Regions from separate parts of the Mus musculus genome. Here region 1 is linked to region 2. Evidence: chromatin contacts called from public ChIA-PET data. All regions are on one chromosome and are shown on one strand. The core of a region is the stretch at or near the end of the contact, and the rest is flanking DNA. Distances in the headings are between cores, read along the strand shown.

The links. ChIA-PET counts read pairs in DNA pulled down with a chosen protein or histone mark.
Region 1: an RNA polymerase II ChIA-PET map of memory CD8 T cells shows a contact between it and region 2, with 13 read pairs. The contact joins the enhancer-like site here to the promoter of Caprin1 in region 2. A contact is called at or near these places in 9 of 39 promoter capture datasets (the 3T3-L1 cell line, cranial neural crest, frontonasal cranial neural crest and 6 more), 3 of 115 datasets of contacts at active chromatin or transcription factors (bone marrow-derived macrophages, effector CD8 T cells and memory CD8 T cells) and 4 of 9 other capture datasets (adipose tissue, liver, macrophages and 1 more).

Annotation. Positions count from the first base shown.
Region 1 is chr2:103,944,315-103,947,336 of GRCm38.p6, forward strand. All of the region lies in intron 2 of Gm39896 (a long non-coding RNA gene), which reads left to right. Among named protein-coding and RNA genes, the nearest start is that of Gm39896, 9.6 kb to the left of the region's middle. Within about 2 kb of position 1,662, at least 111 of the 459 cell types and tissues checked have an H3K27ac peak or open chromatin away from gene starts, as enhancers often do. A contact at or near this core is called in adipose tissue, bone marrow-derived macrophages, effector CD8 T cells and 4 more, where this site is marked.
Region 2 is chr2:103,795,651-103,799,026 of GRCm38.p6, forward strand. Caprin1 (cell cycle associated protein 1) reads right to left here and starts at 1,990. Exons shown (of 19, transcript NM_016739.3): 1 at 1,813-1,990; 2 at 1,081-1,290. The coding sequence starts at 1,290.

The DNA of each region.
Region 1 (3,022 bases), core at 412-2,911, 150 kb after region 2:
AGGTTTAATTTGGCTTACACTTCCCTGTTGCTATTCATCACCAAAGGAAATCGGGATGTGAACTCAAGCAGGACAGGAACCTGGCTGGAGGCAAGAGCTGAGGCAGAGGTCATAGAGGGGTGCTGTGTACTGACTTACTCCCCATGGCTTGCTCAGCCTGCTTTCTTATAGAACCCACGACCACCAGCCCAGGGATGGCACCACCTGAAATGTGCTGCTCCCCCCACCCCCACCATTGATCACTAAGAAAATGCCTTACAGCAGGATCTCATGGAGGCATTTTCTCAAGTTAAGGCTCCTCCCTCTCTGATGACTCCAGCTTGTGTCAAGTTGACATAAAACCATCTAGTACAATAGCTATGGATGCATCTGAGCACAGCATCATGCGCTGCTTAGCAATTCGATTGGCATGGATCTTGAGTGTGCACTTGATAGGTGACAGCAGCATGTGCATCTTTCCTTGACATCGCTCCTCTGAAGAAACTGTTGTGCTTTTCTTTCAAGCTCCCCAGACCTCCCCTTGCCGGCTGGCCTCTGCTGCAGTAAAACACCACACTCTCCTGAAATGCTATCTTTGTACCATAGCTGCACACTACATAGAAAAGAGCACATGAGCATCCCTTGTCACGTGACCCCAAAGAGAGTCAGCCCATCTGACTCCCACCCTAAGGCTCAGCCTGGAACTTCTCCAGGATCTTATTCTAAAGACACCCCTCAGGACCTTGCTGCTTTCTGGCTACTCAGATGTGTACAGTAGCAGGACTTGAGACCTGAAGATCAGTGGGGTAGAAATGAGGAAGGAAATGACATGTTCCATGACTAGTGTCCCCAGCTTTGTCTTGCTCTTTCTAGATACAGCGCAGACCTCACATGGCTATAGTGTACTTGTCTGGCCAAATGTGGAAAGGTTTCTTTCTATCTGTTTCAAGGCTGCTTAAATCTTATACGTTTTGAGATGCAATAGGATTCCCTGGAAATTCATATGTCTCTCTAAATTGGGCTGGTTTGGCATTGATCTCTCTTCCCAAAGACATTGTAGGGCCCAGCCATAAAGAAACTATGTTCTTAAGGCCCTCTGCCCTTGAGGGCAGATCTGATCTTAATGTACTCCCAACTCCATCTGATCTGTTGTAACTATTTCTCTCCCCAATTCTTTCCTACTTCAAATCAAAGAACTCATCCTTATGACTGGATTCACCACCTTGAGGGCAATGCAAGGTCCGGCTTGTTCCTGCCTCCCTGTCCAGGCATCAGGGCTCCTAACTTTACAAAATCTGCACCCTCAGAGCTACCCACAGAGCTGCAGGCTCAAAGCGGTAACAAAGAGAAAGGGGGTTGGTTTGATGTGGTTAGCCTGCCACCCCTGCCTTTTCATGGTCCTGGCTCTAAACCACTCTCCTGCTCACCCCTCAGCCTGCACTGGGCTCTGGGGATGAATGCATGATAGACTTCACAGCCTCACCAGAGACTGAAGCAGGACCCACGGGTGGGGCAGGGGCACTATCATTTTTTCCCTGAATTCTTGGGTGCTTAGGCCGGCTCAGCCTCGGGATTGGGACCAAGAGAAAGAGAAAGTGAGAGCAAGCAGTGGAGCAAAGGCTGTTGTTACACAGTTTCCCTTCAGCCCCAGAAATAGAAAGCCAGACTTCCGACTTGCACAGCCCCTGTGCAAACCACTAGACCACACTGCCAGATAAGAAAAATGTTAGATTGTGTCATACTTCCTTCATGGGCTGCAGCTTCTGCAAATGCCCCTGTGTGTCAGAGAGTCTAAGGAATGAGCATCTAAGGGGCTAGATGGAGAAAGCCAACAGAGACTGTTGTCTCTCCTTTCTGGTTATAGGTTCATGTGTAACCACTAAAGGAAAGGGGAGCTCACAAAAGCATGAGCGAGCTAACTTAATTATTTGCATGTATGAGAGAGGAAAACTAATTGGAGTCTGCTAGCTAGCTCCTGTGCCCTTGACATTTTCAGTCCCCGTATACTTATTTATCAAGTACCAACTGGGTACCAGCTGCCACATTAGTACTGCAGATTTTTGGTGCAGAACAGGGAGGCTGGCCCAAAGTCAGAATCACCTAGATTCCACCTATGGGCTCAGTACCACTGCACCATGGAAATAATTTCCCTTCATTCTTTCCCCAGAGCAGCCTCAGCAGGCTCCCGTGTTGTCAGCCACTATAGGAAGAGTGATGGTCTGGGTGTTGACAGGCTCCTAATTGGAAGGTAGGAGGTGCCGCCAGAGATCAGCTATAAAAGTTATCTTTGGATGGGGGTAGGCTGCTGATGCTCAGAAGAGAATTAGGGGTGAGGTGGGGTGAGCTGTCAGCCTGGGACAGGGCCTGGCCTGGCAGACAGTTGATGCATGGAGGAGGGGCTGTTTCAAGGAATGGTAACAATAGTAAGCATGCCAGACTTCAGGACCAAAGAGTTCAAAAGAGGTCAGGTGCCAGGAAAGAGAGAACACCTGGGGTGGTCCCAAAGACTCAGGCCAGCGATAGCTGTTGAAAGAAGCTATGTGGCAAAGACAAGGGGAAAGGGAACCTCGGGTGTCCTTTTATTCAGTCAATAAAAATCCAGATGTTTCCAGGGGACTTTTATGCACTTCTAACTGTTCCAGGTTCTGAGACGTTCAAAAGAACAGCCAGGTGAGATGAATGTAACATTTACTTCAGCAATGATCAAATCCATACACCAAAACTATCACTGGTTAGGATGATGCCTGTACGTTATGTAATATCGGTACTTGTGCAAGCTCCTTCCTGCTGTTGCCTCATTTAAGCCTCTCAACGAGCCTGCAGCCCTGCAAAGTGGGTACCGTGGTCTCCGTGGTAGAAGTCAGAGCGGTGGAGGTTCTGAGAGCCCGAGTATTCTTACAGGGTCTGTGGAGCTCACAAGTGGCTGAATCAAGGGTTTTTGTTGTTGTTGTTGTTGTTGTTGTTTTGGGACAGGGTTTCTCTGTGTAGCCCTGGCTGTCCTGGAACTCACTTTGTAGACCAGGCTGGCCTCGAACTCAGAAAT
Region 2 (3,376 bases), core at 740-3,239:
AATAACAGTTCCAGGTAAATTGCCTCCATTTTCACTCTACCACCCCATGTTTGTCCCTTTCCACTACTTTTCTTAATCAGGGTAGAAATTTACTTCTACCCAGACTCTTCCTCTAAACTGTGTTGGTATACGGTCCTACACTAAACGCATAAAACAAAAAAGCCGGTTTAAGTAATCTAACAGTATGGTCCAGAATGGCTAAATATTAAAGCCAAAACAGTGTGGGTGTGGCTCGACTTTTTGGGAGGGGGGGCTAGGCGGGGCTGCTGCCTGGTCTCTGCCCTCCCCCTCTGCTTTCGCTTTGTGCTCACAATGCAGCTCCTGTACAGCGCTTCCCTCTCCCGCAGCCGCCGCCATGTTAGACACTCCATGTGCCCAGAGACCCAGAGGCAGTCTCCAGTCTAAACTAGATCCACCTCCGAAAGATCAAGGAAATCTCCCTGACCCTTTAGAATGCTGAAGCGGTAAAAAATAATAAATTAAAAAGAAAAGGTCATGGCAAAAAACAACAACAAAAAACACTCATTTAAAAACTACCTCGTGACTAGGCTGGGCGTGAGGTTCCAAGCACCCAGACAATCGAAACAAAGGGGGAAACGTAGGGAGCCCATCGGAAGGGGGCGGGGGTACCCAAGCAAAGGCCCGCTTAACTAGGACTTGACGGGACTGCAACCCTAGTTCAGGTCTAGACACATATCTTTTCTTGGGAAGAGAGCCATTCCACCAGCCCCCAGCCTAGGTACCAAAGGCAAACGCCACAGTTACAAGGCATGGACCGCTCAACTCCACGAGCAATCGGGCCGGGCACACTGTTTCTTCCCCTTGGCCTCCTTCAAAAGTCAGGCCTCAGTTTGGGAGCATACCCAGCAACGGGCCCACCACCCAAGCAACCGGTCACCAGGCGGAAAGGCCCCGCTCAGCCTGATGTGAGTAACCGAGGCCTAGAGGCAGCGCCGCGTTGGGGTCAGGTGACAGGCACCTCCCCGAGGCGCCCGTTTTCTGGGCAAGGAGCACCATCCACCGCCGGGACCGGTGTAGGGCTGGAGCCACGAGCCCTCCCTCTCCACTAACTCCTCGCACCTTTTTCTTCTCCAGGTTCCGAAGTTTCTTGTCGATTACGCCGAGAATCTGCTTCATGGCCTCGGTCTGGACGGCGCCGGTGCCGGTTGCCGGATGCTGAGAAGCCGGCGCAGCTGCCCCGGCCGCCGCCTCACTCCCGGAGGAACCGGACGGCGGCGGCGGTCCCGACGATTTGCTGCCGCTTCCGCTGTGGCTGGTGGCCGAGGGCATCTTTAGACCGAGAAGAGAGGAGAGGAAAAAAGCGGGAGGGAAGGACAAGACCAGCAAGTCAGGAGACGGACGGGGAGAGACGCGGGACAAAACGCGCAGCGGGCGGGCGGGCAGGCGGCTACGCGCGCGCGCGGTGGGGGGAGGGGGCGGCGCGCGCCGCCGGCAGGAAGGGGCCCACGGGCACGCGCGCGACCCGCCAGCGGGGCGCCGGGCCGCCCGCCCCTCCCCCCTCCCCGGGGCACCAAGCTCGCGCCGGGGGCGGGGCCTGGCACGGCCGCCGTCAACCGCCAGGGCAACGGTCCCCATCGGGGCAAGTGGCACCCGTTGCCTTGCGAGAACGAGAGGGACAAAGGTCAGGGCCAGGGGTGGAGAAGGGCACTTGGAGTGACCGGGTTGGGGGTGGGGGTGGGGAGGCCCTGAGCGAGCCCTCCCAGCCGCTCGGACCGCTCCGAAGGTAAAAAGGACACCCAGGTACAGCGGCCTTCTTCCCCTTCGGCGCCTTTGATCCGGGATGGCGCTCACCGTGCGCGCGCGGAGCCGCTGGACGTCTGGAGTGGGCAGCCGAGGGGGGCAAGGGTGGTGCTGCGTTGAGAACAGAGACGTGCGCTCCGTGGGCGCAGGCCGCTTCGCCCTGTCCCCGCGGCTCTGAGCTGCTCCTAGTGGGACAAGAGCCGGCGCGGGAGGGACTTAGCCAGCCAGCGCTCTGCAACGAGGGGGGGCGGGAGCAATAGGGAGCGAGGGCCTTCAAGCCGGTGAGGCTGCCCGACTGGAATGCCTGTCGAAAAAAGGTCACCGGACCGCGCCTCCCGTCGGGCCGTGTCCTCGGCGCCAGGTTCCTGTCCCTTTGCATATCTGGAAAGTACCCTCACGGAGACCGTTATCCCAGATCCTTGAGTTTTGAGTGAAACCTAAGCTGGGGTCCTTCAGGCGAAATCTCTTGACATCCTAACGGGGACAATGGGTGTCAAGCCTCAGGCTCTGGAGCTGAGGACTGCCCCTTGTAGAGCCCTTATTTGGTGGGAGTGGGGGTTGGAGGGGCAAAGGTTTCTGCAAGTAAGGGGTGCGTGGGGTGGGTGGTGCAATCCCAGCTTCTAGAATTCCTTCTGTATGGAGAGCATGCAAACTCACCCTAAAAGGTCTGAGAAAAGGCAACTTGCCACATAATAATTATACAATAACCTAGGCATGGAGAATGAACATCCTTCATGGCTTTTTGATCTCCTTAATTACCCCAGTCATGTTAAAAACCCGTCTTCTCCTACCCTGAGATAGATAAGTACGCCCTATCAGGAATTACTTATCTTTACCCGATTTGTTTAAGATTTTACCCAAAACTTTAAAGACTATGCAAGATGCCGGGAGGGGGTGCGAGGGGGGCACTTTTTTGTCCAGGAGAATTATTTGGGGGGCGGGGGGGTGGTCAAAGAGGGTGGATAACGAGTAAAAGGAAAAAATGAGTGATCTAGAGAAAGGTACTAAAAGGAATATGATCCGTGGAAAATTCAGCAACATGATGTATGAGAGCAGTAAATGACCAATTTATAATTTAAAATCCATGAAAAGGAAATTTAGAAGAGGGTTCTATCAAAGAATTAAAATGACTAACACTGGCTGGCACCAGTATATCCTGAGGGAGCCTGGAGAAACAGCAGCACCCCGTGGCCTTGAGATACTCACTCCACTTAACTGTAAAGTCTGTAATCTGTGCTTTTAAGTATTTATCGAGCACCTTATGGCATGCTAGGAAATCTGCAGTGCTAGAGATGGTGAACAAAACAGCTTTTTTTTTTTCACAGTGTTTGTATTGGGAGGTATGCACAAAAATAACAAACCAAAGGAAGAAAAAAAGGTGATGGGGAATGAAAACCTTCCTGGGTACTTCTGAGCCAGGACTGGAGGAAGCAAAGAGAGCTTAGAGGAGGACCTTTCTAGTAAAAGAAACACCATTGAGCAAGATCTGAGAGGAGCTTGGTTAGTGCTCCTGCCTTTAATCCAAGCACTGGAGAGGCAGAGACAGGCAGGCCTCTTAAGCTCAAGACTACTAGACTAGCCTAGTCTACCTAGTAAGTTCCAGACTGAACAAGAG